Linked DNA regions of Mus musculus: all the other regions are linked to region 2. Evidence: chromatin contacts called from public HiCAR-type, capture Hi-C and promoter capture Hi-C data. All regions are on one chromosome and are shown on one strand. The core of a region is the stretch at or near the end of the contact, and the rest is flanking DNA. Distances in the headings are between cores, read along the strand shown. Region 1 holds the start of Ttc13 (tetratricopeptide repeat domain 13). Region 2 holds the start of Ccsap (centriole, cilia and spindle associated protein). Region 3 holds the start of Fam89a (family with sequence similarity 89, member A). Region 4 holds the start of C330016L05Rik (a long non-coding RNA gene). Region 5 holds the start of 2310022B05Rik (RIKEN cDNA 2310022B05 gene). Region 6 holds the start of Pgbd5 (piggyBac transposable element derived 5). Region 7 overlaps 2310022B05Rik (RIKEN cDNA 2310022B05 gene).

Region 1 (3,784 bases), core at 758-3,257, 860 kb before region 2:
TCCCCGGGAAGACACCACTGTGAGGAACACCACGCCTCTCCAGTTACCAGTGAACTGGTAGTTGTGCTACCCTCTCAAATGTCAATCTCTAGCTGGGCAGTGGTGGCACACGCCTTTAATCCCAGCACTTGGGAGGCAGAGGCAGGCGGATTTCTGAGTTCAAGGCCAGCCTGGTCTACAGAGTGAGTTCCAGGACAGCCAGGGCTACACAGAGAAACCCTATCTCGAAAAACTTAAAAAAAAAAAAAAAAAAGTCAATCTCTCTGTCAAAATGGAGGCATAGAGGCTAACATTTTTTCAATTACCTGTGAGTTAAGAGCAAGCACTCTTAGATGTCGAGCCCAGGACGGAGGCTCTTCCCAGATCCCCTTTTTCTGCACAGATGTGGAGGTTATATCTCTTCCCCCAAGCCCAGAGATGCACCATTAGTGCCAAGAGAAACTGTTAAAATGGCAAGTCCCTCTCTGTCTTTTAAAAGCTAGCTAAATCCCACTTCTGGACAGTATCCCAAATGTCAGGACAAGGAGGCAGACAAATTTGGAAGCAGGAGGGGAAAGACCAGCATCAGGAAACACAAAACTCCTCCTATTCCTTCGGTATCACTTATCAGCCAGATGTTCGTGCTGTAGATGCGACAGGACAAGAGCTCTCCTTCCCCAGAACTTCATGGGCTCCAAGAAGCTAATCACCTGGAGCCACTCACAATCCTCTAACCTCAGGGACCTGACAGTTTAGAAGGCTAAGACAGCATGCCATCTTGCCATCTGAAGACTGTTACAATGAGAGGCAGTGACCTCTACCCAAAGAACCTCCTTCTACTACCCTGTGTCCATCCATCCTCACATAGGGAGCACGCTGACTTCCTCCATCAGTGGACCTGATGAATCAGTGAGTCCTTTCCCACCAGAACTCTCTCCACTGCTTCCTCCTGCCTTCACTTAAGAGTATAAAGAGGAAACACACAGAGAGACATTCATTCTCTCCCTCCCTCTCTTTCTGTTCTGGACCTCCTGCCTCCATCTCCCAATTGCAGGGATTACAGGCGTGGTGCTGGAGCCGGAATCTAAGGCTGCCCTACATGGCGAGCAACATCCCCGGCCGTGGTAAATGCTTTCCATTTCGGTTAAATTGTTGTATTATTTACTATTAAATTGACAAGTACCCCGATAAGACACAGTTTTCTTCTAAGAACTCTCTACAGTACCAGACCTCAAATACTGCTTCCATCTCCTCAGGATCAACAAGAGAATGACACGCTTCCTGCTACAATTCCTATTTCCTTAGTGAATCACATCTCTCTCCATCACTCGTTTATTCGCTTGAGACACACACTCTCTCTCTCTCTCTCTCTCTCTCTCTCTCGCGGCAATCGAGGCTGGAGTCCAACTCGTGATTCTCCTCCTGCCTGGCATGCGAGTGGAGTGCTGGAGTCATAGAAATGCGCCACCACTCCTGGGTGCCACAAGTCTTAGAACATCTATGGCCTAGGCAGTCTTCAAGCACATCCTTGCTTTCTCTTTCACACCATCACAAGGACCACTCCTCCCCCACGTGCTCAAGCTCCCAGGCCTCGCCCCGGACCACAGCAAGTTCGGATCCGCCTTCCTAGCCGCGCCCCGCCCCCCGGCGCGCTCACGCAGATGGTTATCTTGAGCACGCCGTGGCTGTAGTCCCGGTACAGCTCCTGAGCCTCTCGGTTGCACTCGATACAACGATACAGGCAAGAGGAAGAAGTCGCCGCTGCGCCTTCCGTGCCTTTCCCGGACCGCGTCCCCCTACGCCCGCCGGTCCCCATGGCCACTCTAGGGCTCCTGCTTCCGGCCGCTGGCGGAAGACGCCTGGACTGGCCTTGGGAGGGGCACCCAAGGGCTTACTGGGACTTGTAGTCCAAGCGCTGAATGAGTGCTTGAGGCTAACAGGGCGAGGACTACAACTCCCAGCGGGTACTGCGGCTGCGCGCCGCGCCCACCTGCCCGCGGCGGGCAGAGCAGGGCCGCGCCTGCGCCGTGCGGGAAGATGGCACCTGCCGGCTGCGGCTGCGGCTGCTCGGGCAGCTTGGGTGCTGCGGTGGTGCGGCCGCTGCTCCTGCTGCTGGGGGCGCTGGCCTGCGCGCGGGCCACCGAGCACTACTCTCCGCTGTCCTTGCTGAAGCAGGAGCTTCAGCACCGGCAGCAGCAGGAGGCCCCGGCGGGCGGCGGCTGTCCGCAGTCGGGGGACTGGGCGGACCAGTACCCGGAGTGCGGTGAGTGGGCCGAGCCGCCCTCTCCCTGGGCCGCCCCTGCCCAGCGTGGAAGCATCTGGGAAGTGGGGGCACCGGGGATGGGCTCAGGTGGGCGGCGGGGATAAGGACCTGCCTGGAGGGTGCCTGCTGGCGTGCACGGGCCAGGAAGTCAGACTTCTTTCTGCTTGCTCCGGTAGGTGATTTGCCCGATCCCCACCTCAGGAATCCAATCTTGAGAGGTGCAAGCAGGTTGGATTTGCGGGGTGACATGAGCACTGACCCGTGCTCCTCAGATGTACCCCCAACGGTAGAGAGAGAGCTTCAGGCCTGATTCCTGCGTGCATTCCAGCTGCTCAGGCTCATTCATTGGTCAGGCTCTGGGCAAAATGCACATGCTCTTTCTGTTTTGAGTTGTACAGTGGGCGTTTTTACCCATCAGTACCCTCTCCACTCTCCCTTCCCCTCAGTGGGTGTCCCTCCGACTTGCCGTGGGGAAGGTCTGGGTCTTCTATACCTAGTAGCAGCTGGCTGATAATGCCTTTTAAAACATCCCACCAATGTTCAGCACCATATGCCTACCCAAACACTACCTAGTTTCTTAGCTGAGATGCAGTCTCAAGATTAGTGCAATCTGACTTCCTTTGAGCACCATCTGACTTCTTGGAATGGCTTTTGGACTTATTTTGTGTCTTGGCTTTGCCTCCCAACACTGTTGCAGCTGATGTGGCCAGCATTCCTTAGTGAATCGAATGACCATTGTTAATGTCACCTCCTGATTCAGGGCAGGGGGTTACCTGTCTGTGAACTTGTCTGTAAATAGGAGACTCCGTTTACTTGACTATGAGGTTTTGTTTTTGAGAAAGGGTCTCTCTGAGCCCAGGCTGGCCTTGAACTTGCATTTACCACGATCCTTCTCTACAAACCCTCCAAGTTGGGCTTACAAGTGTGAGCTTCCATGCTCAACTTTACAGACAGATTTTGTCTTAACCACCAAAGGCTCTTAGTAGGAAATGCCTCTCTTCTGTTTGTCCCAATCCTGGACGATTACATGGAAGTTGGACTCTGTGACGCTTACCTCAGGCACCTGTCCTAGACTGTGGGGACAAATTCAGGACAGGCAAGTAAGCGTGTCATAGCCGAGGGGCTATTCTCATCAGTATTTACAGCCCCCATACCACCAACACAATGGTCTGCTCTAGATATCCAGAACCTCTCAGGTCTCACAAATCAGACAGGTCTGACCTCACCACGAGGGCACCTTTGGAATACCGTGGTCACTTTCTTACCTGCCCACGTCAAGCCAGACTCTAGACTTGGGGCAAAGAGCTGCAGCGTTATTCTCAGGTGCCAGTTGCTGAGGGGTAGATGCCTGCTTGGGTCTCAGTGTGCAGCTTACTTGCTCAGGCTCAGTCTCACACTGCAGCACCCCCTATGGTGGAGGAGAAAATGGTTCCAGTGAGAGCAAGTGGATCAGGCTGGAGGTGTCCGTCAGCAATGGCTGGCCCTGCTGGTCCCGGGTAAAGTGAACCTGGCCAACCTGCAAGGATGCTATGTGTCTCTGCA
Region 2 (3,723 bases), core at 1,042-3,541:
TCCTTCCTTCCTTCCTCTCTCTTTCTCCTTCCTTCCTTTCTCTCTCTCTCTTTCTCTCTCCTTCCTTCCTTCCTCCCTCCCTCCCCTTCCTTCCTTCCTCTCTCTCTCCTTCCTTCCTTCCTCTCTCTTCCTTCCTTCCTCTCTCTCCTTCCTTTCTCTCTCTCTCTCCTTCCTTCCTTCCTTCCTCTCTCTCCTTCTTTCCTTCCTCCCTCTCTCTCCTTCCTTCCTTCCTTCCTTCCTTCCTTCCTTCCTTCCTTCCTCTCTCTCTCTCCTTCCTTCCTTCCTTCCTTCCTTCCTTCCTTCCTTCCTTCCTTCCTTCCTTCCTTTCTCTCTCTCTCTCTTTCTCTCTCCTTCCTTCCTTCCTTCCTTCCTTCCTTTTTTTTAGGCAAGGCTTCAGTATGGCCCTCAGGCTGGCTCAGATCTAGAGAGCTGTGTTATGGGCAGGTACCATGTATAACCCCACCCACTGAATTTTACAGTCAGACAGCAAAGGCTGAACTGCTCTAACCTTAGCCCTGATTTCTCAGGTCACAGTACATCAAGATTCCTTCCACACTATTCAGAATCTCGTTACCTGGCTCTTGAGACAAGGCCTTATGCAGCCTCAGAGACTGCAGAAGTACTAGGATTACTGGTGTGCCTCCATGTCTAGTCTCTAAATGTTTATAAACTTTTGATTGCTAAAGCCAAAGATCAACCTGGCCAGCTTCAATAGAAGGGAACGCAGTGAGGAGGTCCCGAGGTTTGTTGACGGGGAGGGGAAGGGGCCTGGCCTCTGTGGGAATCTCAGCAGCGGCTGTGGTCATTTCTGTCTCCTCCAGAAACAGTACCATCAGACTAATCAGTTCAGGTTCTCAGAGCAGCCACCTAGGCTGTGAACACCCTTCAGCCTTAGCGTCCTATGTTCAGAACGGGTCCAGGCAGGTGTAGACACATGGGAATAGTTCAACTGAACTGCAGAAATCCCAAAGTGATCTGCTTCCTGGAAACATCCCGCTGGGACCTACTTTTTTTTCTTCCTTCCTTCCTTCCTTCCTTCCTTCCTTCCTTCCTCCTTCCTTCCTTCTTTTTCTTTCTTTCTTTTTTTTTTTAGTGTGATCCTTCCTGGATGCCTGTCCTTTCAAATCTTTCTGCAGCGATTGCATCAATGCTTCCTTTTACAAAAGCCATCTGTAGAGCAGGATTGCAACAGTAACAACCCTGCGACCCTGTCCATTAGAGCCCAAGCCAAACATTTGCACCAGGTCCTTGAGCAGGCCCTAGGCTTTATTTTATTTTATTTATTTATTTTTACAAAAGTTGGCCTCTAGTAAGTTATAAAAGGCAAGGGCAGGTGAGGCGGCTCATACCTGCTAATTCCAGCACTTGTGAGGTTGGCGGAGAAGGATCAGGAGTTCAAGACCAGCTTGGGCTCTGGAATGAGTTCTAGACCAGCCTTGGTAACATGAGATTTGTCTCAAAAAGGGGGCAGAGGAGGGAAATGTATTAAAATAGCAACATCAACAACATCATTAACAACAACAATAAAAAAATCACTAAGGCCTGAGAACCCGGGCGTTGTGAAAAGAGGAAGGAATCGGGACACAGGATTTGGTCCTCGGCTAGGTGTTGGTTGCTCAGGTTGCATCTAGAGCTGAAGCCTCCTCGCGAGGCCCCCAGTAGCGAGTGGGCGAACGAGCTGGGGGTTCACAGCAGCGCCCCAGGCGCGGGCGCAGGAGCGGGCGGGGGCCCGGCGGGCGCGCGGGGAGGTGCAGGCTTCAGGCTAGGGCGGCGCCTTCGTCTCCGGCTGCTGTAGGACCGCGGAGCCACCGCTCCATCGGCGACATCTTGGTGGAGGACGCGCAAGGAGAAACGCTGTTCGCGCTATAGCTGCTGCGCCACGATCTCAGCTGACCTCCGGAGAGCGGAGGATAGAACAGGCAGGAGGTAAGGACGCTGCTCCTAGAGTCCCCGACTCCTCGCCCAGGAGGGTGTCTGGGGACCTAAGATCCCCTGTCCCGTCACCTTGAGTCCGGTGGTCTCCACCTCTACCGAGTGGAGCAGACCCCTGGTGACCACCTATCATTCCATCTAGATAGGTCGCGTCGCCTGGAATCCCTCCTGAAACCCCGCCCCCGCTATTACCTGAACTAGGGGCCTTCCCAGCCCGGAACTCCGCCCCCGCTAGGAACGCCCTCTCCCAGAAACACCCGTCACAGACCCGCCCCCTCTCCGCCCCTCCTTGCCCCAGCCTCCGCCCTCCAGTCCGGGCGGGGCTCCGGGTTTGAACCGCGCGGCGGGCCGCGCCTCTGAGTCCGTCGCACCCGTAGGCGGCAGCGCGGAGCAGGCAGTCGGCGGCGCGCGGCACCATGTCCCCGGGCAGCGGGGTGAAGAGCGAGTATATGAAGCGCTATCGGGAGCCGCGCTGGGACGAATACGCGCCGTGCTACCGCGAGCTGCTGCGCTACCGCCTGGGCCGCCGGCTGCTGGAGCAAGCGCACGCGCCCTGGCTCTGGGACGCCTGGGGCCCGGACAGCCCCTCGGACAGCTCGGCTTCACCCAGTCCGGCCCCCAGGGGCGCGTTAGGGGAGCCCTCGGCGCCCTCCGCGCGGGAGGAGGAGCAGCCGGTGGGGGAGCGCGGCGCGGAGCTGCGGGACGCGGAGGAGCAGGACACAGTGTTACCAGGTACGGGCACAGCGCGTTGCTCCGTTCTCAGCGCTTCCTGTTTTGGTTTAATTGGGGTTGACAGAATCCGCTTGCTGAACTAAGCGGGGAAGGTGCGGGCCGCATTTCCACCTTCCCACCCCAGGTTTCCCTAATTTGGTGACTCTTGGCGGAGCCCTTTATGACCTCCAACTCATATGACCCTGGTTGGGGTCCTTGGTCGCAGGCAGTGGCCCGCTCAGTGAGCCCTCGATCCACCAGATGGCGGATCTGTTTGTTTCTGCGCATCCTGTTTGGCGAGAGGAGCTTTTCATTCCAAAGATGACCGACTGAAGTTAAGAACGCCCGAGCTGTCATAATGGGGTCATGGTTGTCAGTGTGAACGCCTTGAAGGCCTGGTCTCGCTGTCTCTGAAGAATGGTATGCGTTTGTTTGTGGACGAACCCCTCTTTGTATACGCTGTGAGCCACTTTCCCGCCGTTGCGGAGTGGGGCTGTCAGCAGAGAGCCCTGGGGTTTGCCTGGACTCAGGGCAGTACTTCAGTACAACTGTAGATCACTATGGTTGCCAGCCACCTCTCTGAACTCTTCTGAGAGTCCAGTGGTGAAAAAGTTATTTCTCAGTGACTGGTCTAGGAATATGTATTTTCTCATTCGACCTTCAAAGTCATATGATGGGCCCTTTGTTTTTAATCTCAGTTTTGTAAACAAAGCCATGGGAGCTTGGGATCCATGGTCGGAGTCTGAAAGGGTCGGATTTCCCTGCTCTTGGTTACTATGTTTGCCTATTCTCAGTTCTTGCATGGCTGGGCCGCCTTGTGTCATCTGGTCGCTTATGACGACCATTCTGATGCTTCAGTGATGTGGTTAGAAATTAGGGAAAGTGGCAGAAGGTGGTGGGGGCGGTGAGCATGTCTCCCAGGTATTAATATGAAAACTGAGCCCTTGCTAACTGTGAGGTTTTTTTTTATTGGGACGAGCAAACCTGCTTTTCCTTTCCCACTGTGGTTTGAAGAGGTTACCTGCTATCTATCTGTGTGTTCCATATGAAAACCTGACAGCACTTTAGTGGGCTTCGTGC
Region 3 (3,781 bases), core at 928-3,427, 890 kb before region 2:
CCAGGTGTACTGAGAGCTCTTGTCTCAGATGACCTTATTTTGACCCCTGGGATCCACACAGTGGCTTGCCTAAAAGCTGTCCTCTGACCCCTGCATGTGCACATACACAAAAATAAAATAACAAAATAAAATACAGCAGAAGACAACTGTCACTGGTATGCACACACACACACACACACACACACACACACAGCTTGATGGCATAGCTCAGTGGTGGAGGGCTGAGCTTTCCAGCAGATAAAAGCAGTATTTAGTCCCTGACATGGCTATGTATATAATAAATAAACAAAGCAGGCAAGCAACACTGACACTCCCCATGGGTGTCAAAATATTTGGTCAACTGTTGCATAATTGTGTCTGTTGATTCATGTAATCCTTATCAGAACTGAATAAATTCTGTGGAGATTTCTATCCATCTCAGGGTGTTATTTGCTGAATATATATATGTATACACACACACACCAAGGGCCCCAGACTGTTTTTAGCTGGTCCCATACTCTTTCCTTCAGCTTCTGTCTCCCTGACAAGGAGAGACTTTAAGGTGACTTCAGTGCCGATGTATTCAAATGCTTCCTGTTGCTCCGTCAGCTTACTTGACCTTTCTGCTAGGTCTTCTAGAGAGGCTGTGGTAAGGTGGCAGGTGATAAAGAGAATTCAGGCCAGGTTGTGAAAGGCAGGTCTGTTTCCTCCCCTCCCCTCCCTTCTTCCCTTCCTCCCACACAGACAATCTCAGACTCCCCAATTGCTTAACAGGTAGATGATGAAGGATGGCCTAGGGTTTGGGAAGGTGGCTGGATAATTACTGAAGGTGAGACACTGGATTACTGGGAAAATACTGGGCAGGTAGGTAGGTGGTCTCCTGGGTGCCCCTCGGATCTCACTGTCTGGCTGGATTCAACACTAACTTCTCAGATTGATTTTCGGGGTGGGTTCCACGCACAGCAGAAGAAAGCCCCCAAAGCAAGAGGGCACATTTATAGAAGGTATCTGAACTACCTGAAACATGTTCCTGCTGGATTAATTCAGAGTCATTCAGTCCCTTTATAGTTAGACTGAGTAGCCATTGGCATCGAAGTTCTTGATATTGACTCTAGGTTTCTCTGCTATTGGCCAGACTTCTGTTTCCTCATCTTGAATCTGAGCCGGTTACCTTTTGCTAAGGTTTGAGTCTTCCTGGAAGGGCGAATTCTCTCCCTGATCCATCTCTCTTCTCTTCAGGGTGTACTTTTACTCAGTTTTGCTGAAGTTGGTGAAGTCCCGAGATTCAACGTCTTTCTCTAACTCCCTGAGATTTCACTTAAAAAAATTCCACCTACTTATTTTAGTGTGTGCACACGCGCGTGTGTGCACATGTCATGAATGGAGCGTTTGAGTCACTACTTGCAGGAGACGGTTTTCTCTTTCCACCAGGTGGGGCAGAGTCCTTATTCCCTGTTTTAGATAGGGCTGAAAGACAAGTTGGTTCGTTTCTTTAAAAGAGTGAGCAAAGTGTGGCTGGCGCTCTCCTTGGCTGCTGAAGTTCGGGGAAAACCTTGACGCTCACAGAGGAGGCAAGCTAGGCCTCGTGAATGAGTACTGTGTGCGGTTCTGGCTGCTGCCAGCACCTGCGATCATCACGCCCACGCTAGGGCGCAGGCAGCACGGGGTGGGGTCGGTGCGGGGACTGGACCCCTTGGTAGATAAAAGTGGTTTCAGTGGCTGGTCAGAGTGAAGCCAGAGAGACCAAAATCATCCAGCCAGAAGCGTGGACAGGGAAGGGAGTAAGAGCCCATCTGGAGTGGAGGACGGAAGACCGCTGGGGCCAGGGGTGCAGAATGGCTGGTAGGATGGGCCTGAGGCTGGAGGTGAGGCTGAGAGAATAGCGGAGGTGACCAGCTGGAGGTGGGGTGCACAGGACTGGAGGTGGGACACAGTGAGGTGGAGACCCGCTGGTGGTGTGGCGAAAAAGGGAGGGGACTTGCACGTAGGGTTCACAGAGCTAAGACTTAAGGTGTCCCCGAGGGCTAGTCCGGAGCGCAGATGAGTGGAGGTCGAGATGGAGGCCAGGGGGCCCTGCAGGGCGTCGCCTCACTGCAGCAGCACAGAGCCGAGGAGAGGGGCGGGTCCCGAGAGGGGCGGAGACCAAAGGGCCGGGCAGCGGGCGGAACTCGGGCGGGCGGGAAGTGGGTGGGGACCCGTCGGGTTCCAGGGACCTAGGCTAAGCTGCGCGCGCGTGTGTCGGCGCCCCAACGAGATGAGCGGAACCGGGTCCGCCGGCATGGCCCGGGGGCTGCGCGTGGACGGGCTGCCACCGCTACCCAAAAGCCTGAGCGGGCTGCTGCACTCGGCGGCGGGAGGCGCGGCGGGTGGCTGGCGGCACCTGGAGCGGCTGTACGCTCAGAAGTCGCGCATCCAGGACGAGCTGAACCGAGGGGGCGCGGGCGGCGGCGGGGCGCGGGCGGCCGGGATGCGGACCAAGCCCCCCAACCTGGACGCCGCGCTGGCGCTGTTGCGCAAGGAGATGGTAAGGACTAGGCGCCGTGAGTCCCGTCGTGGGACACTCTCTTTTGGTCCCTGAAAGCCCGGACTCCCCTCTAGGGCTTCCCACGGCTTCACATCACCTCCGGCAGGGCAGCTTCAGATGCTGGGGTTCTCCCGGGCCAGGTCAGGGCGCGGCGAGGTTCGCCTGCCGGGTCTCAGGAGAACAGGCTTCCTGTGCGCCTGCGGGTCAGTGTGAACAACAGATGGGTGGCCGGGCCCCTCCCCGGCCGCCCTCCAGGAATCCGATTACCGGCGCGGAAGCGGTACTCGGCCGGGTGAAGTCCTTATGTCTGGTCACAAACAATGGGTTTAGTTTTTTTCTCCCTCCTGCGAAGTGGAGTAGGTGTTCCTGCACCAGGACGCACGATTCAGGGTGATGCCAGGGCAGAGATTTGGGCCGCAGGGAGCTCTTTCCCAGGTTGCTTCCTGTGGCTAGCCAGGTAGGGAAAGACCCACGCAACCCACCCATCCAAGTTCTTTCCCCTAGACTAAGATCTTCTACCCTGAGCCTAATACATCTAGCGAATTGCATTTGCTTAGATAAATCCATACTTAGTGTGTTTACAGCCTAATCATGAATGGCTGAGTGAAATAAAGAGACTGGCCCCCCAAGTGTTTGAGGTATTTTTTTTTTCTTGCATAAGACGCAAGGCGCATGGTGACTCTTGGTTGTGAAGCTCTGCTTTATAAACATGCTAGGGAGGCTTGGGAGCCCAGCTACATTCCCGAAGGTATTTCCCAGGTCCCTCCTGCTATGACTAAGGTACAGAACCTTATAATTATGCCTTGGGCGGTAGCTCCGGAGCTCAGCTATAGGAAATGAGCTGCTGTCACTCTGCCTGATAACAATGTTAAAGGTAGGGTTTGGCTACAGGCCCTGACAGGCCTTCTCAGAAAACCATCACGAGGCTCTTCCGTCTGTCTGGTAGCTAGCTGTTCAAGAGACTTACTGTCCTGGGGGAATGGTGAGGTTTCCGAGACAGTTCACATCTCGCTTAAAAATAGTCGTTCATTCCAGAGCCTTCTGCAGAATGTCTGTGTCGATCTATTTAATTTGAGGGCCAGAGGTCAAATCTGTGGTGGGGATATAATTCATGTCGGGACAGAATGTGACAAGTGCCAGAGAAAGGGACAAAGCACAGAAAGAGGGCGTGTCCCCCAATACAGTGGGGACTTCTCTATGGAGTCAGGGAGGTGGGAAGGCCGGAAGTGACCGGGAGAGAACTCTGAGATTGCTGAGCTGAGTGGTGCCCTGAGCCTC
Region 4 (3,747 bases), core at 463-2,962, 600 kb before region 2:
ATGCACAGGACCTGGGTTCAATGTTCAGCACCCACATGGTGCCTCACCACCATCCATAACTCCAGTTTCAGGGGTGTGATTGCCTCGTCTGGCCTCTTTGGACACCAAGAAGACACCTGGTACACAGACATATTCAGACAAAACCCTCATACACCTAAAATAAACAAGTCTTTTGTGAAAAGGCTTTCCTGGATAAACTTTATCTTTCAATTATTGTAAGCCACTTATTTCGGATATTATCCTCTATTTTAATATTGTTAAAGATTGCATCCTTCAACAGTAACAGTGCGGCTCTTATGCTAATAAGAAACAAATGCACACCAAAGGGTTTATTTTGTGTTCTCTTTAATCTGAGAAACAATAGCAGGTCACAACTCATTAGAAGGAAAGCTCCCAAGAGCGTACACACACAGAGCCAACGAGCGACGTCAGCACGAATCGCTTAATAAATGAAAAACTGGCTCCTTTTGTGGTGGCAAAGGAATCAATTATGCTTCCCCTGGGGGGAAATGTCATCGTCCTGGTTAAACCTGTGTGTTTTAGATGTGATGAGAAAGAAGCTCAGCTCAGACCTGTGACCCCAGCGCTGAGAGGCGGAGGCAGTTCCAGATCAGCCCGGGTACAGTGGGAGACCCCCCACTCCCTGCCCCCTAGACAGTGGAAATAAGTTTGATCTAGTGGTAATAAACCAGGGAACCATGTAGATTTTTCTATTCAGCTAAAGATAGCCCCTTTTGGGGTACAGGGAAGGTGTCTCTTTAGGGGGAATCTCAGAGAATCCCACTTTATTACTTAGAAGTACAAAACCGAGAGAATGAACCTATATTACAGGGGGTTTATTAGATTGGCTTACACAGCATTAGCTGGGCAGTCCAGGGACAGCTGGTGCATGCTAGGGACACAGAGAAGTAGGCTTGCTGCTCAGCCCAATGCCAGATGCTTTAGCAGCTCCAATCTGTCCGTGAAAGCCTGGAGGGGAGATGCCAGGACAGCCACTGTTGTGCAGTCCACACTGGAGGACCGGGACAGCTGTGTTCAGTTGTCAGGGAAGGAATGCAACTGCACTGGCCATCAACAGAGTTGACATACAACCAGCAAGCAAAAGTGGGTAAGCTTTTCTGGGACTCGAAGGGTCTTCCCCTATTGCTTAATCCTATCTGGAACCCACCCCCACCCCCACCCCCACCCCCAAGACCCACCCAGCATGCCTCTTGGTTTCTTCTAGATCCATCTTCTAGATGATGATACCCATCATACCCTTCAAGGTCTTGATGCTCTGGCGTAGGGGTGGAAGGCAGGAAAGTGGCCATGACCTTCCAGCTCCTGCCTCCTCTCAGTTGCTACTGCACCATGTTTAGGAGTAATGTGCTTTAAAATATGATTTTTTTGTTGCTAATATATTACATTGGTACAGTAATTTACTACAATGTAACAACCAATATCAATATGTTATTATGGGTTAAAGTCTGTAATTTATCCTGATTCCCTCAGTGTCTCCTTTAACTGTTTTGGGACCTTCTCTACCCCAACCTTCTGCACAGGACAAAACCTCTGTCACCACAATGTTATGGTCATATATTACTACTGTTAAGCAATATTCCTTTGTATCATGGTCGGTTTGATTTTATTTGGAGATTTGTCTGTTTTATGTATATGGGTGTTTTTCCTACATGTATGCGCACCGTGTTTGTACCTGGTGCCCATGGAAGCTAGAAGAGGGCATCAATTCCCCTAAAGCTGGGTTTACAGACTTCTGCGAGTCACCACGTGGGTGCTAGGAATTGAATCCAGGTTCTCTGGAAGAGCCGTCAGTGCTCACAGCGGGCTGAGCCATCTCCCCAGCCCTTGAGATTGTTTTCAACGGTAACTTGCCACAAATTGGAATCACCGGGATAGGGAGATCACCTGAAGAAGAGTCCGGATTGCCTGGGCCGAGTGAGAAGACCCACCTGAATGTGGGCGGTGCCTTCTGGTAGGTGGAAGGGGCGTGGCGGAGAAAGATCACCTGACCTTTGTACTTGGCCATTGCTGCCGCGTCTGCTCCTAACTCCTTTGCTGACACCAGATCAAGCATTTCCTGGCTTTCCTGGGAGACTAGGAACCGGAGGTTCTCTGAGGACCTTCTGAGCTGCCACAGCACACTGGGACTACTGGACACCCAGTCTCAAGCACCATGTAACTAATGAGGTATCTTAGTTTTTTTTTTTTGTTTTTGTTTTTTTTTTTAAAGCTGTGTTGAGGGTCAATATGCAGATGTCCAGATCGATTGTGTATTGCCCATATCAAAAATCAATGTGCACAGTGATTGTTATCAGTAGGAGTTTTACTACTATCACTTGTTTTAGTGCTGGGGATGGAAGCCAGAGCTGGGCGAGCTCTACTGAGCTGCACTGAGCCTCATTCCCAGCCCTGCCTACAATTGCTAATACAAGAAAGAAGTTTCCACTCTTCTACACAGTCAGTCGTGTGACTTTTCATCTTGAACGTGAGGCCAATCTTCCTGAAGATGCCAGAATAAGAAAGAAGCTGGGGCTGGAGAGATGGCTCAGCAGTTAAGAGCACTGACTGCTCTTCCAGAGGTCCCGAGTTCAATTCCCAGCAACCACATGGCGGCTCACAACCATTTGTAATAGGATCCGATGCCCTCTTCTGGTGTGTCTGAAGACAGCCACAGTATACTCATATACATAAAATAAATCTTTAAAAAAAAGAAAAGAAAATATTAAAAGTAGAAAATAATAATAATTATTATTCTATCTAAGCCAACAGTGGAACAGAGCTCATGTGACCCTCACAAGAATGATCTATGGCTCTGTTCTGCAATGGCCTCCCTTGATCACCAGCAGGGCTGGGAAGGCTGCAGGCTTCCTGTGTTTCCTCTCGGGCACTCCCCTTTGCTCTCTTTCCATGACTCCTGTGATGCCCACCACTGGGCTTTCCTCATGTCGTCGTGTCCCAGATAATAGATGTGATGGCCTGATGGGCACCATCAGCGAAGCTGGACTGAGGTACCAGAGACCCCTGAGTTCACAGACCAGAGGCAGCTTATAACAACCAGCTTTGGGAACGGCTGGTGGTCCAGGGTCTCTACCTGCTGGCCATGGAAACAATAGGCGCATGCGCTCTCTGTCTCAAGGTGGGCGTGGCACAAATAGGCCAGCTTAGGTTTCTCCTTGGCAAAATGATCGGAGGCTTCTCCCTCCACTATCACCCTGCTAATAAATATCTCACAACAGCTCACTAATGATCGACTGGAGCGTGAAGGAATGGCTGAATGTACATAAGTGTCTGGCTCAGAGCATGTTCCTGTCTTAAACGCTGCCACCCATTCCTGGACTCATAATTCCAAAACGGAGCAGACGTTCCAGACTGTTCTTGCCCTTTGCGCCATGGATGAACGTGGATGTAATTCACAGGAGCTTCCCAGGAGAGTCAAGAGCGAAAGAGGGAGACGGGGAGGAAGGACAGAAAGGGACTGTCCTTGGGGTCTGTCTAGGCATGGGATTTTCAGGATCCTAATCTCCCATTTATGAAAGTCCCTTAATCATGATGATGACTATGAATAGGTATGACATAGATAATATGTTGATAGATATGGATGATTGGTGCATAGACAGATGATAGATATATAGAGATATTATATACTGATGATAGATAAATTGATAGCTATAAACAGATGATTGATTATATAAATATCTCATATATAAATATAGACAAATAATAGCCGGTAGTTAAATAGTTAAATGA
Region 5 (3,634 bases), core at 204-2,703, 800 kb before region 2:
GAGTTCCTATCCTGACTTCCTTTGGTGATGAACAGCGATTGGGAAGTGTAAACTGAATGAACCCTCTACTCCACAACTTGCTTTTTGCTCATGGTGTTTTGTTGTAGCAATGGAAACCATAACTAAGACAGTGGTGATATATTTTATTAGAGCCTGACACATTTGTGACATTCCATTTATATCAGGGAATTCAAGTTATTTCTGCACTTGCCTTTAGTGTTAGACAAGGGCTACTTTAGAGACAACTAAGCCACGGTTGGTATTTAGTTGCTTTTCAGAATAGGACACCATGCTTACCTGAGACCTGTTAGTCTTGTGAAAATCAGGGAGTGGGATGGGGCCACAAACATCCCACAGCCCTGTCTTAAACTTTAATCGTGTGGTCTCAGCAGCAAGCCTGACCCCTTTGGGGATACATCTGCTTCCCTGTGGGAACTTTCCATCCTCTTCAGTTTGTTTGTAGTCAGCAAACCTCCCGGAGTTCTTATGATTTCTGAGATTCCAGGATTAGCTTGGCCATTTTTGGAAGTTTAAGCTTTTGGGTTGTCCCCTCACTTAAACTGATGGAATACAGGCTCCTTACGCTGACCAGCGTCTGCTGCTGACTAGAGTTCTTTAATTCCTGCTTAGGATTTTTTTTTAAAGAGTGATTTTTAAAGACAGAGTCCTGAGATTTAATAGACTGGTGTGTGTGTGTCTGTGTGTGTGTGTGTGTGTGTGTGTGTGTGTGTGTGTGTGTACTGCTGCCTCACAGTGGCAAGCATCAGAAAGCAAGGGCTTTGAGGGTTTGAAGAGGCCTTGGTGTGTAGCTCTTCTGAGAGGGGGTACTTCGCTCACACTGCATGCTTTTAGCAGGGGTCTTTCTTTCTGTGGGGATAATGGTACCATATAACCCAGGTTGGCCTTGAATTTGCCGTGAGTCTCCCGCCTAGGCCAAAACAGTGCTAGTATCCCACGCTGATGCTTCCATGCCAGGCTTAGAAGAAGTTCCACGGGCGGGAATCCAACCTCCTGGTTGACAACTGGTGGGTCAGTGCCCTAGCCTAGCCCCCGGCTCAGTGTGGTGGATCGCCCAGCGAACAGAGCGCAAACCTGAAAAAGCAATGAATGCCTGAGAGCGCAAAGGAGAGAGGATGATTGAAAGCCAGGTTGGGCACGTGCAGGAGGAAGTTTCCTTTGTCATCAGTGCCACGTGGCGCCATGGCGGTCTTCGCCCTGAGTTAACCCCTGTGGTCATCTCCAATCTCGGCGGCGCTTGTATGGGGGACTCTGTAGCAGCCCCAGAGATGCCCTAGGGTCCCGGAAAGCGTCCTATGGAGGAGAAATTGAAGGGCCATAACAGGAGGAGCTCGGGGGCGGGGCTCCAGTGGGGGCGGGGCTCCAGATGGAGGCGGGGCTTCAAGTGCCGACCGGGCTCAGGGACGATTAGTGGTCCCGACCGGTACCAGATGGGGCGTAGGCGGCCCGTACGAAGGGTGTCCCGGGAAGGTCTGGGGGCGGTGCTCAGCCAGGGGCGGAGGAGGAGGGCTCAGCGGGTGGGGTAGGGACGGCGCTCCGGGAGGAGACGGAGGCGGAGCCCCGGGGCGGGGCGCGGGCGGACCGGGAGGCGGCGCTCCGACCGGGACGCGCGGGCCGGGTATGGCGTCGATGGCGGCGGCGATCGCGGCCTCGCGTTCGGCCGTCATGAGCGGGAACCGGCCGCTGGACGACCGGGAGCGGAAGCGCTTCACCTACTTCTCATCGCTGAGCCCCATGGCCAGGAAGATCATGCAGGACAAGGAGAAGATCCGGGAGAAGTACGGGCCCGAGTGGGCGCGGCTGCCGCCCGCGCAGCAGGACGAAATCATCGACCGCTGCCTGGTGGGGCCTCGCGCCCCGGCGGCCGCCGCCGATGCGGGGGACGTGCGGGACCCGGCGCGCTTCCCTGGCCTGCGCGGGCCCACGGGCCAGAAGCTGGTGCGCTTCGGCGACGAGGTGGGTGCGGCGGGACGGGCCACCCAGGGCGGAGTGGCCGGCGAGGGGGAGTTCAGAAATCTCCCGGAGAAGGGACCTTTAAAGACAAAGTGGGAACAGTAGAGAGGAAACCAGCGAGCCTGGATGAGTGTACGACGTACAGCCTCAGTTTTCTGATGTGAAACAGGAAAAATGTCTATAGTTCCTGATCACTCAGTGGCCGGCATGTGTTAAGTATAAGGACCTCAGTGGGGAAGGTGGGACTGCCAGGCACCGCTGCCCTGGGGTACGTCCCTGGTAGACTACAATGGAGAGAGTGTGTTTGGGTTTGACATGTGAGCCCCGGTTCCCACCCAAACACAGAGTAAGTTTAGATGCCTCCAGCAAGCCTGATTATCTAGCCTGGGCTCTAGACACTGGGGGAAGAGAAAATAACTACTTAGAATTGCTCCCGGCTGACCTTGCTCTTGAGGCCCAGGAGTCTGCACTATTCAGAAACCTGGTGGTTTACCAAGAGATGGTTTCCCTGAAGCCCTTTGTGCCACCAGAGTATGGACTTGGTACCTCAGGGACTCAACTTTGTTTTGGAGGACAAAATCGGTAGCAGCTAGAGTTCTGAACGTCCATTTAGGTGGAGGCAGGGAGGAGAAGCTAGGAGAGTTTTGTTGTTGTTGTTGCTGCTGTTGTTTTTCTGTTGGAGAAGTTGTGCCAGGCGGAGGGAATACCAGTTAAGGATGAGATTTCAATCAGGTTTTTTCAGGCCAGGTATCCGTCAGTGTTTGTTACTACAGAACGCTTGTGGTCACGAACCCACTTTCCTGCCAGGGAATTGTGAAGGCAGAGAGCTAGCTATCCGCCAACACTGCCTTCTGCTCCCCATCCCATTTGAAACTCTTGTGGGCTTTGCCAGGAAAAACAAGGGTGTGGTGGGAGATGAAAATATAAGTCTTAAAATATATTCCTGGAGCTGAGGCATTTCATTGTGAAAAATATGCACCTCCATAAAGACGTGGACGGAGTTCGTGCTTGGATCCGGGTGATGAGTAGGCAGGCAGTTCCTCTTTGGCAGTGTCTTAGGTAAATAAATCTGAGAGGAAGCCGCCCTGTCCGCACTTAACAGATGCTGGAGACTGGATGTCACTGGATGTCACTCGCCCTGAGTATATCAAAAAGCCAAGCCATGTTGGAGCCAGGGTCATTGATAAGGAGAGATGTGACCAGTTTTCTTTTCACCCAGTTTCTCATTTGGGGTCAGTCTGCATTCGCGGACTGGTGTGGTTTAAAGCAAGTAGGGGCTGGGGAGATAGTTCCATAGGTAAAGACTTTGCCATGCGTGTGTGAGGGTCTCTAGCAACCAGGAAGCGGAGGGAGGCACATGCTTGTGATTCCTGGGAGGTAGATATAGGCAGATCCCTGGGGAGCAAGTTCCAGACTAATGAACCATCCTGGTCCCCCCAAAAACAAAGTTCACATGGTCTTAAGCGAAAACACCTAAGGTTGACCTCTGACCTACACTCACACAAACATTTGCACCGAATGAAACTTTGTGAGGAGCGAATCCACATGTCTTTCAGGAGCCCCCAACCTGAATCACAGCAACGCCAAATGGGCAGAAAGCACACCTCTGATGTCCGCACAACCAGCTTTGAGTCTTAGGGGTGGGTAGGACACCAGGCAGGGA
Region 6 (3,521 bases), core at 343-2,842, 570 kb before region 2:
ACACACAGAGGAGGAAGATCAGTAAGTCGCTTTCTCTTTCCAGCCTGGCTGCTTGTGATTGTCATGGATTCAAGCCTGTGCAGAGACCTGGTTTGCAGGTCACAGGGTCTGGGCACAGGCAGACGTGAGTGAAAATCTCAGCCAGGGCAGATGGGTCCCAGCACCCTTTTTCTTAGAAATAGAAACCCATTGTCTTCCGTTTGTGTAATTATCATTTACTACACCCAATAGGGGTCTCAAGCCCTTCACATCTACTTGGATTTATTTTATGTCGGAGTGAAAGTGACTTTATGACCCAGTTACCATTAATGTGACTTATTGCATTATGTTTGAGAGGAGGAGGAGGAGAGAAGACATTCTGATGAGGGGAGGTCGGCCAGCCGGCCTCATGCTTTGCCCCCAGAAGAGAGGAGACAGACTCTGCTCCATTGTTAGATCTCTGAAACCCTGGCGACCAGCTGTTTGTTTCCTGATCATATAATCCTCTTCCAGATGTGCGTTGTCTTAGGCCTGTGCAAGTGATACCAGGGCGCAGGTGGTGATAGTTCTCATGGAAGCAATTTTGAGTTCAGAAGATGTGAGCATCAAAGGACTGTGAGAAATGACGAGCCACCTCATTCCAGTGTTGCGGTCCTTACATGACAGTTGTTGGAGGAGAGACTGTTTTAGTGTCTGACCCAGGTTCCCAAAAGAGCAAGGTTCGGGGAAGCTAGAAGGGCAACCTGAAATTCACAGGAGTGCTGGGCGCAGCCTCGGCTGGCCGCCCACCTGGAGCGTGTCCGCAGAGTGAATTTCAGAACCGCTGGGCGGACAGCTCCTCGGAGCCGGGCGCGGCTGCGCAAGGGGCGGGCCAAAGAGCACGGAGCACCGGGACCCGCCTCCCTCCCCACGCCGGCGAGCGGCTATGAGCTTATGGGCGGGGCTCCTCGCGACTGACTGCCCTAGCGTCACGCCCCGAGGAGGCAGGGCGACCTGCTATCCCCGCCCCCGCGAGGCCGGCGCTCTCTATTGGCCAGCAGCTGAAGGTGCTGGAGGCGGGCCCGGTCCACGGCTCGCGCCCGGGAAGGTCGGCGGCGCAACGCGGTTGCCGCGGGGAGGGTGCGCGGGGACGCGACGGGGCCGGGCGCGGCGGAGACGCAGCGGGTGGGGGCGGCGGCGGCTCTGGGCAGCGGCTGAGTCTCTTCCCGCCGCGGCCGCAGCCAGCGGCGCCCGAGCTCCAAGGCGCATCCCGGGCGCGCGGCCCGAGCGGCCAAGACGGCGGGCCGGCCGGGCGCGGGGCGGCGCGCGCTGTGCTGCGGGCTGCGCTGGTGGGGAGCCACGGGCCGCGGCGGGGGTCCCGGGCCCGGCGTGTGCGGCTGGGAGGCGCTGTGGGGTGTGGGCGCGCGGGCGGCGGCCGGGGCTATGGCCGAGGGCGGTGGGGGCTCACGGAGGAGGGCTCCGGCGCTGCTGGAGGCAGCCCGTGCACGCTACGAGAGCCTGCACATCTCGGACGACGTGTTCGGCGAGTCGGGCCCGGACAGCGGCGGGAACCCCTTTTACAGCACCTCCGCAGCCTCACGCTCCTCCTCGGCCGCCTCCTCGGACGATGAGCGTGAGCGCCCCGCGCCTCCGGGGACCGCCCCGCCATCCTACGCCGCGGATCCCTTGGAACTCGAGGAGGACGAGACCGGTGGGGGCTGGAGCGCCGTGCTGAGGGATCGCCCGTCCCCGCGCTTCGAGGACACCGGTGGTGAGGATCGACCGGGGACACTGGGGTGCAGGGACACACAGGGCGCGGTCTGAAGGCTGGAGCACGGGCCAGACTGGTTCCAGACACACCCGACCTGCACCTGTGTGTTTCTGGAAACAGCTGGTTTGGGGAGCAGGGATTAAACAGAGAGGGTCCTACTGCACAGGATGGTGGTCCCAGGTTTCTCGTGGGTGGAGACCAAGCCAGCAGCACTTTGCCAGAGGCTTTCGGTCGTCTGGCAGTGTCACACCTGTGGGGTCAGTAAAGTATGGCTCTTTTGGTGGAGGGGATCCAAACGCCTGGCACGGCTGAGGCTGAGTCCTTTGCAGTACGCAGGATCTAGGTGTCAGGGGTCAGGCCAGTCGCAGCTGAAGCACATAGAGAGCCCAGAGCCAGAGCATATCAGCATCTTCACTGCTCTCTGTTTTCCCGAGAAACTTCCTGTGGTGCCAGTCGATCTCTAGCTGAGCACCGGAAGGAGCCAAGGGTGATTCCACTGCGTTAGGGAGTGTTAGTCCGAGTTACTTTCAAGGTGTGTAGACCAGACTCAGATTATCCGGAGGCGACTGGAGTTGAGCACAGCCACCCTGCTACTCTGAGCCCTCAGCTGTTGGCTTCTGCAGAGTCTAAAATAGTGCTGCTTTGCAGCAGCTTGGTCAGCTTCTGCTTTCTGAGATGTGGAAACTGCTTTCCCATATGATCCTCAGTGCTGCTGTTCAGGCTCCATGGCTTCCTAGCAGCCAGATGTTACACCATATATTCTGTGAAGTGCACACAACCAGTGTGAATGGGCACCAAGGAGTGCCCCTTTGCATAGTCTCTCTCTCTCTCTCTCTCTCTCTCTCTCTCTCTCTCTCTCTCTGTGTGTGTGTGTGTGTGTGTCACTCACACACACACACACACACTTTGGGCAGTGTACATGACACTATAGCTATTGTTCCTCAAGATTGCAGGTGCACAGGAGGTAGGCTCCAGGGCCTGGGTATGGAAACGTAGCTGCAGGGAGCTGGCAATGGGAAAGGTTGGCCCAGCCCTGGAGGGAGTGTTCTGCAACCTTGCCAGGCTGCGGTGTGGATGGGCAAAGTTGCATCTGGATTGGAGGGTTACCATCACCATGCAAGGTTCTAAGTGGGTACATTTTAAAACCCAACCATTTGGCTGTGGTTTATGGTACTCTAAATTGTCCTCCTATATGCCACCCTTCATTTCCCAGTGTGCCTTAAAGGCCTCCTGCCCTGGACAGCTGCTTTCCATATTGGATGTTGGGATTGTACCAGCCTGGTGCCCTGGTTTGTCAGTCTTCGTGCTGTGAGCCTTTGTGATCCTGTGTTGATCTTGCAGCACTTAAGATGCCTACTGTAGATGTCTACAGAGGAGAATTCGGCAAAGCTGAGGTCACAGGGCAAAATAGGGATGTCGTGCTGGGCTTAGTTTAGATGAAGGGTCTGGTATTGAGAAGGGTAAACACACAAAAGCGATTTAACCAGAACTTTCTTTCTTAGTAATGTATAAGTCAAGATGTTCAGAAGCAAAGCCCTCTGTCCACTGTTCACTCTGTCCACTCCCAGCCTGAAGTCCAGGATTGCCTGCCACTGGCATTAGGGTCATATCCTCCTTTCTGATAGTGCCACTGAGTTTGAGCCTGTTCCTGAGAGTCACTCAGAGGTTCCTTAGGCAAAGGCATTAGCGGCTATTTGCTGGTATTTGTGGCCAGTGTTGCTTTTCTGCTTTAGGAGCGATCCTCTCGTTTAAATTTAGATCTACTTTAGAATTTCCTCTGTGGTACCCGCTA
Region 7 (3,463 bases), core at 536-3,035, 780 kb before region 2:
GTCGGGTGAGCTGCCACGGTGGCTCTTCTGTAATGAGAAAGGAATAGTGAATCTGTTCCTCACGTCATTTCCGTGGAGAGTTTCCCATGGTGCCACATACTTAACACGTGTTCAGTCAACTGAGATTTCTGTACCGTTCTCCCCAAGTCTGTGGTGTGAAGTCAGCTAACTTCTGTGTCAGGAGTTGAGGTGTGGGTGTGGTTGTAGTTAGCCTGAGGCCTTCCACCAGGAGCTGGGTTCTTTCTTACCTTGCTCAGCACCCTGGGGATTTAGTGCCTGTTTCCTCTTCGTGGACCTGTGGGCAGACTGAGCCTGGAATAGGGGAGCTGGGCTATGGGTACACCTCTGGGCACTTCCTCTGGCCCCCAGGGCTGAATCTGTGATGCTTCCCATGGGTTCCATACGCTTTCACAGCGTCTAGGGAGGGGGCTTGGGTCTGCCAAAGCTCTGCCCTCTTCATCTTCTGTGAGCCTGGAATTATCCGGTTGTGTCAGTAGCTGTGAGAGACAGCTGTAGAGTCAGTTTCCAGCAAGCCATGATGGAAACCCCCAGAATGGGGACTTGGGGTCACTCGTGACCTTGTGGAGCCCATTCTTTGGTTCATCAGCTGAACCAACATAGACAGGGACAGGGAACAACTTTTCCCCTCCTCCTGACCAGCTACCAGATAGTATTTGAATACCTTCTCTTCTTTTGGAGGAGCAAGGAGGAGGAGATGGGCTTGTTAGAGGAGACTAGTCACACTTTATGTGCAAAGTTAAGGATCGAGAAAGGGAGGGGGCAGATGGGTTAGGATCTGCTGCCTCCTATCCCTTCCTCCTCCTCCCCTTCCTCCTCCTCCCCTTCCTCCTTTCTCTTCTCCCTCCTCCCCTTCCTCCTCCTCTCCTTTCCTCCTCCTCCTCTTCCTCCTCCTCTCCCTAGTGCCCCCCTTCTTGCTGTTTTTTTTGGGGGGTACAGGGTGTTGCTGTGGCTTGTTGGCCTGGTAACTTCTATGTAGCCCAGATTAGTGTCAAACCTACTTCAATCCTTTTGTCTCCACCTCTTGAGTGCACTGTACCTGCCCTTTCTCTTTTCTTCTCTTTACTTTTTTTTTTTTTTTTTTGAGACAAGGTCTCTCTGTTATGTAGCTCTGGCTGTCTTGGAACTCATACAGAGACCAGACTGGCCTCCAATTCACAGAGAGATGTGTCTGCCTCTGCCTCCTGAGTGCTGGAATTGAAGGTGGCTTGCACCACCATGTTTTCTTGTGTTTGCCTCCAAAGTTCCCAAGGCAGGTAGTTACCTCCACCTGGCAACACACCCCGTCCAAGTTCACCTGATCACACTCCAACCCCGAAGATGATGGGAACAGATGTCATTTAGGCAGTGGCACAACCTCAGACTCCAGTCCTGGTTCTCTCCTCAGTATCCGCCCGCCTGCCCGCCCGCCCGCCTGTCCGTCAACACTTGGCTTTGCAATCCACAGTCCTCTAAGCAAAGATCCCAGATCTCAGTGGGGGGGGGGGGGGGCAAAAAAAAAAGCATGGGTGTGTCAACCTGCTTTTGGGTTGTGAGCCTTCCTCCACAATTTCCAGATCAAAGTCAACCCCACCCCTGAGTCCTGGGCCACTTCCACACTATTTTTAGCAGGTTGCTTACTTAAAGAAACTGTTATGCCTGTCTGTGCCGAGCGTCTTTGTGTCCTACTAGGGAATATGGGGGGTGTTCAGAATGCTATACCCAGAAATGATCCAAGGCCGAGAGAGTTGGCACATGCCTGTAATCTCATGATTCAAGAGGTAGAGGCTGAGGGATCCAAAGTTCAAGGGAAGCCTTGGCAACGTAGAGTTTGACGCTACCTTGGGCTATCGGACCCAGTCTCAAAAAACAAAACAAAAAGCAACCAAACAAAAACCTGTAAAGTTGAAACCGATTATGAATGAATACATGCAGGTCGTGTGATGGACAGGACCCTACCATTTCCATGCTCTCTGTCCTTGGTGGCCTCTGATTTTCAGCCCTGCACCCAGGCCTTGGAGTCTCTTGGTCTGGACTAAAATCCCAGCCTCTAAAAGTAGCGCTACGGAGAGATGTGGTCACAGTCCCTTAAGGTAATGTTACCGAATGACATGTCCACAGCCCCTAAAAGTAGTGTTGCAGGGCCAGGAAGATGTCGGTAGATTCTCTCCCTGCAAGTATGAGGCCTGCCATGCTGACAAGCGCTTGTTTTCCCAGTGCTGCCGGCATAGAGACAGACAGAACCTGGGGATTGAAGGCCATCCAGCTTAGCCTCTTAGTGAGTATCTGACCAGTGAGAGCGACCCCTATCAAAGAACAAGAAAGCTATTATAGACTGTTTTCTTGGGGAAATGTGAACAAAGGTCTGTTCACCCCAAATAAGGAACCAAGCGCAGACCAAAGGAAGGATACTGCCAAAGTCCAACTTGGTGAACCGTGTGTTTTATTGGGAGTGATTTGCAGGAATATGGATGGGGGATCACTTATAGGAGCAGAAATGACTTGGTGACAGCTGCAAAAACCCACCCCAGCATGAGTGACAGCTCACCAAAGCTGGGAACCTGGAGCACAGTACATATCTCCCATTTAGCTCAATTGGTCTGAGTCATATTTATTTGTTCAATAGCATCTCTCAGCAATCCTCCCTGCTTATATAGGCTTGTGAGGGAGGAGCCTAGTAAATTTGGTCAGTTTCAGGGATTTCCTAAAGCTATTGAGTTGTTTACTTCCTGAGTCTCAAGAAGATTCCTTCTAAGAGGAATTTACTATACAACACTGGCTTCTGAGGGACATACTTGAAGTTTCGTCACACACACACACATACACACACACACGTGCATACACACATACATATGCATACACATACACACACATATATACACATGTGCACATGCACACACACACACGTGCATACACACGTACATATGCATACATATACACACACATATATACACATGTGCACATGCACACACACACACGTGCATACACACATACATATGCATACACATACACACACATATATACACATGTGCACATGCACACACACATATATACACATGTGCACATGCACACACACATACACAGAAGTTGTGAAGACCTGGATGATGCTCAGGCTGCACTGAAGAAGTGACACCCATGTTACAGACCTGACAAGGCCACACCTAACATGTATGAGAATATGGCACAAAAATGAAGTTATGGGGGAAGGGGTTATGACTGACTTTTTCTGAGCTTTCCTCTACTTTCCCAGCTTTATACAATATCATTTATTTTACTTTTACAAGAAGTAAACGGTATAACGGTGCTGACGTATGGGAGGTGAACTTTTCAGGACTGATTTTGAGATGGCAAATGGTGAGTTCCACAGAACAGGGGAAGACATCGCCCACACTTAGCTCTTCTTTGATGGGAGGCTCAGGATCCTTGGCAATGATTTCTGTCAGAAACACTCGGCAGCAGCGTTTCA

Evidence for each region. Promoter capture Hi-C pulls out the DNA fragments that hold promoters and counts their contacts. HiCAR-type assays count read pairs that join an accessible place to other places. Capture Hi-C pulls out chosen DNA fragments and counts their contacts.
Region 1: a promoter capture Hi-C map of embryonic stem cells shows a contact between it and region 2, with 4 times the contacts expected there. The contact joins the promoter of Ttc13 here to the promoter of Ccsap in region 2. A contact is called at or near these places in 4 of 39 promoter capture datasets (embryonic stem cells, liver and pre-B cells).
Region 3: a promoter capture Hi-C map of liver shows a contact between it and region 2, with 2.6 times the contacts expected there. The contact joins the promoter of Fam89a here to the promoter of Ccsap in region 2. A contact is called at or near these places in 1 of 39 promoter capture datasets (liver), 1 of 484 Hi-C or Micro-C datasets (embryonic stem cells) and 1 of 9 other capture datasets (embryonic stem cells).
Region 4: a contact with region 2 is called in a capture Hi-C map of embryonic stem cells, with 2.0 times the contacts expected there. The contact joins the promoter of C330016L05Rik here to the promoter of Ccsap in region 2. A contact is called at or near these places in 3 of 39 promoter capture datasets (embryonic stem cells, hippocampal neurons and liver), 1 of 115 datasets of contacts at active chromatin or transcription factors (large pre-B cells) and 1 of 9 other capture datasets (embryonic stem cells).
Region 5: a contact with region 2 is called in a promoter capture Hi-C map of pre-B cells, with 3 times the contacts expected there. The contact joins the promoter of 2310022B05Rik here to the promoter of Ccsap in region 2. A contact is called at or near these places in 3 of 39 promoter capture datasets (embryonic stem cells, liver and pre-B cells) and 1 of 484 Hi-C or Micro-C datasets (embryonic stem cells).
Region 6: a promoter capture Hi-C map of liver shows a contact between it and region 2, with 5 times the contacts expected there. The contact joins the promoter of Pgbd5 here to the promoter of Ccsap in region 2. A contact is called at or near these places in 11 of 39 promoter capture datasets (the 3T3-L1 cell line, cranial neural crest, embryonic stem cells and 6 more), 6 of 484 Hi-C or Micro-C datasets (embryonic stem cells, liver, olfactory sensory neurons and 1 more), 2 of 115 datasets of contacts at active chromatin or transcription factors (pancreatic cancer cells and stem cell-derived neural progenitor cells) and 2 of 9 other capture datasets (adipose tissue and embryonic stem cells).
Region 7: a contact with region 2 is called in a HiCAR-type map of kidney, with 4 times the contacts expected there. The contact joins the enhancer-like site here to the promoter of Ccsap in region 2. A contact is called at or near these places in 3 of 39 promoter capture datasets (embryonic stem cells, liver and pre-B cells) and 3 of 115 datasets of contacts at active chromatin or transcription factors (kidney, large pre-B cells and stem cell-derived neural progenitor cells).

The regions. Positions count from the first base shown.
Region 1 is chr8:124,720,195-124,723,978 of GRCm38.p6, reverse strand. Ttc13 (tetratricopeptide repeat domain 13) reads left to right here and starts at 2,007. Exons shown (of 23, transcript NM_001373939.1): 1 at 2,007-2,242. The coding sequence starts at 2,017. It overlaps Arv1 (ARV1 homolog, fatty acid homeostasis modulator), which reads right to left and starts at 1,813. Exons shown (of 6, transcript NM_001368372.1): 1 at 1,637-1,813. The coding sequence starts at 1,795.
Region 2 is chr8:123,858,036-123,861,758 of GRCm38.p6, reverse strand. It overlaps Ccsap (centriole, cilia and spindle associated protein), which reads left to right and starts at 2,291. Exons shown (of 3, transcript NM_001379289.1): 1 at 2,291-2,664. The coding sequence starts at 2,349. Gm9901 (a long non-coding RNA gene) reads right to left here and starts at 2,304. Exons shown (of 2, transcript XR_388182.4): 1 at 2,125-2,304; 2 at 1,261-1,889.
Region 3 is chr8:124,750,262-124,754,042 of GRCm38.p6, reverse strand. It overlaps Fam89a (family with sequence similarity 89, member A), which reads left to right and starts at 2,177. Exons shown (of 2, transcript NM_001081120.2): 1 at 2,177-2,503. The coding sequence starts at 2,234.
Region 4 is chr8:124,458,065-124,461,811 of GRCm38.p6, reverse strand. C330016L05Rik (a long non-coding RNA gene) reads left to right here and starts at 1,712. Exons shown (of 3, transcript XR_879349.1): 1 at 1,712-2,187. Gm30209 (a long non-coding RNA gene) reads left to right here. Exons shown (of 3, transcript XR_388195.2): 3 at 969-1,102.
Region 5 is chr8:124,661,188-124,664,821 of GRCm38.p6, reverse strand. 2310022B05Rik (RIKEN cDNA 2310022B05 gene) reads left to right here and starts at 1,453. Exons shown (of 4, transcript NM_175149.4): 1 at 1,453-1,974. The coding sequence starts at 1,639.
Region 6 is chr8:124,432,007-124,435,527 of GRCm38.p6, reverse strand. It overlaps Pgbd5 (piggyBac transposable element derived 5), which reads left to right and starts at 1,592. Exons shown (of 7, transcript NM_171824.2): 1 at 1,592-1,729.
Region 7 is chr8:124,640,108-124,643,570 of GRCm38.p6, reverse strand. All of the region lies in intron 2 of 2310022B05Rik (RIKEN cDNA 2310022B05 gene), which reads left to right. Among named protein-coding and RNA genes, the nearest start is that of 2310022B05Rik, 22 kb to the left of the region's middle. RefSeq lists an enhancer at 1-659. Within about 2 kb of position 1,785, at least 1 of the 459 cell types and tissues checked has an H3K27ac peak or open chromatin away from gene starts, as enhancers often do. A contact at or near this core is called in kidney, where this site is marked.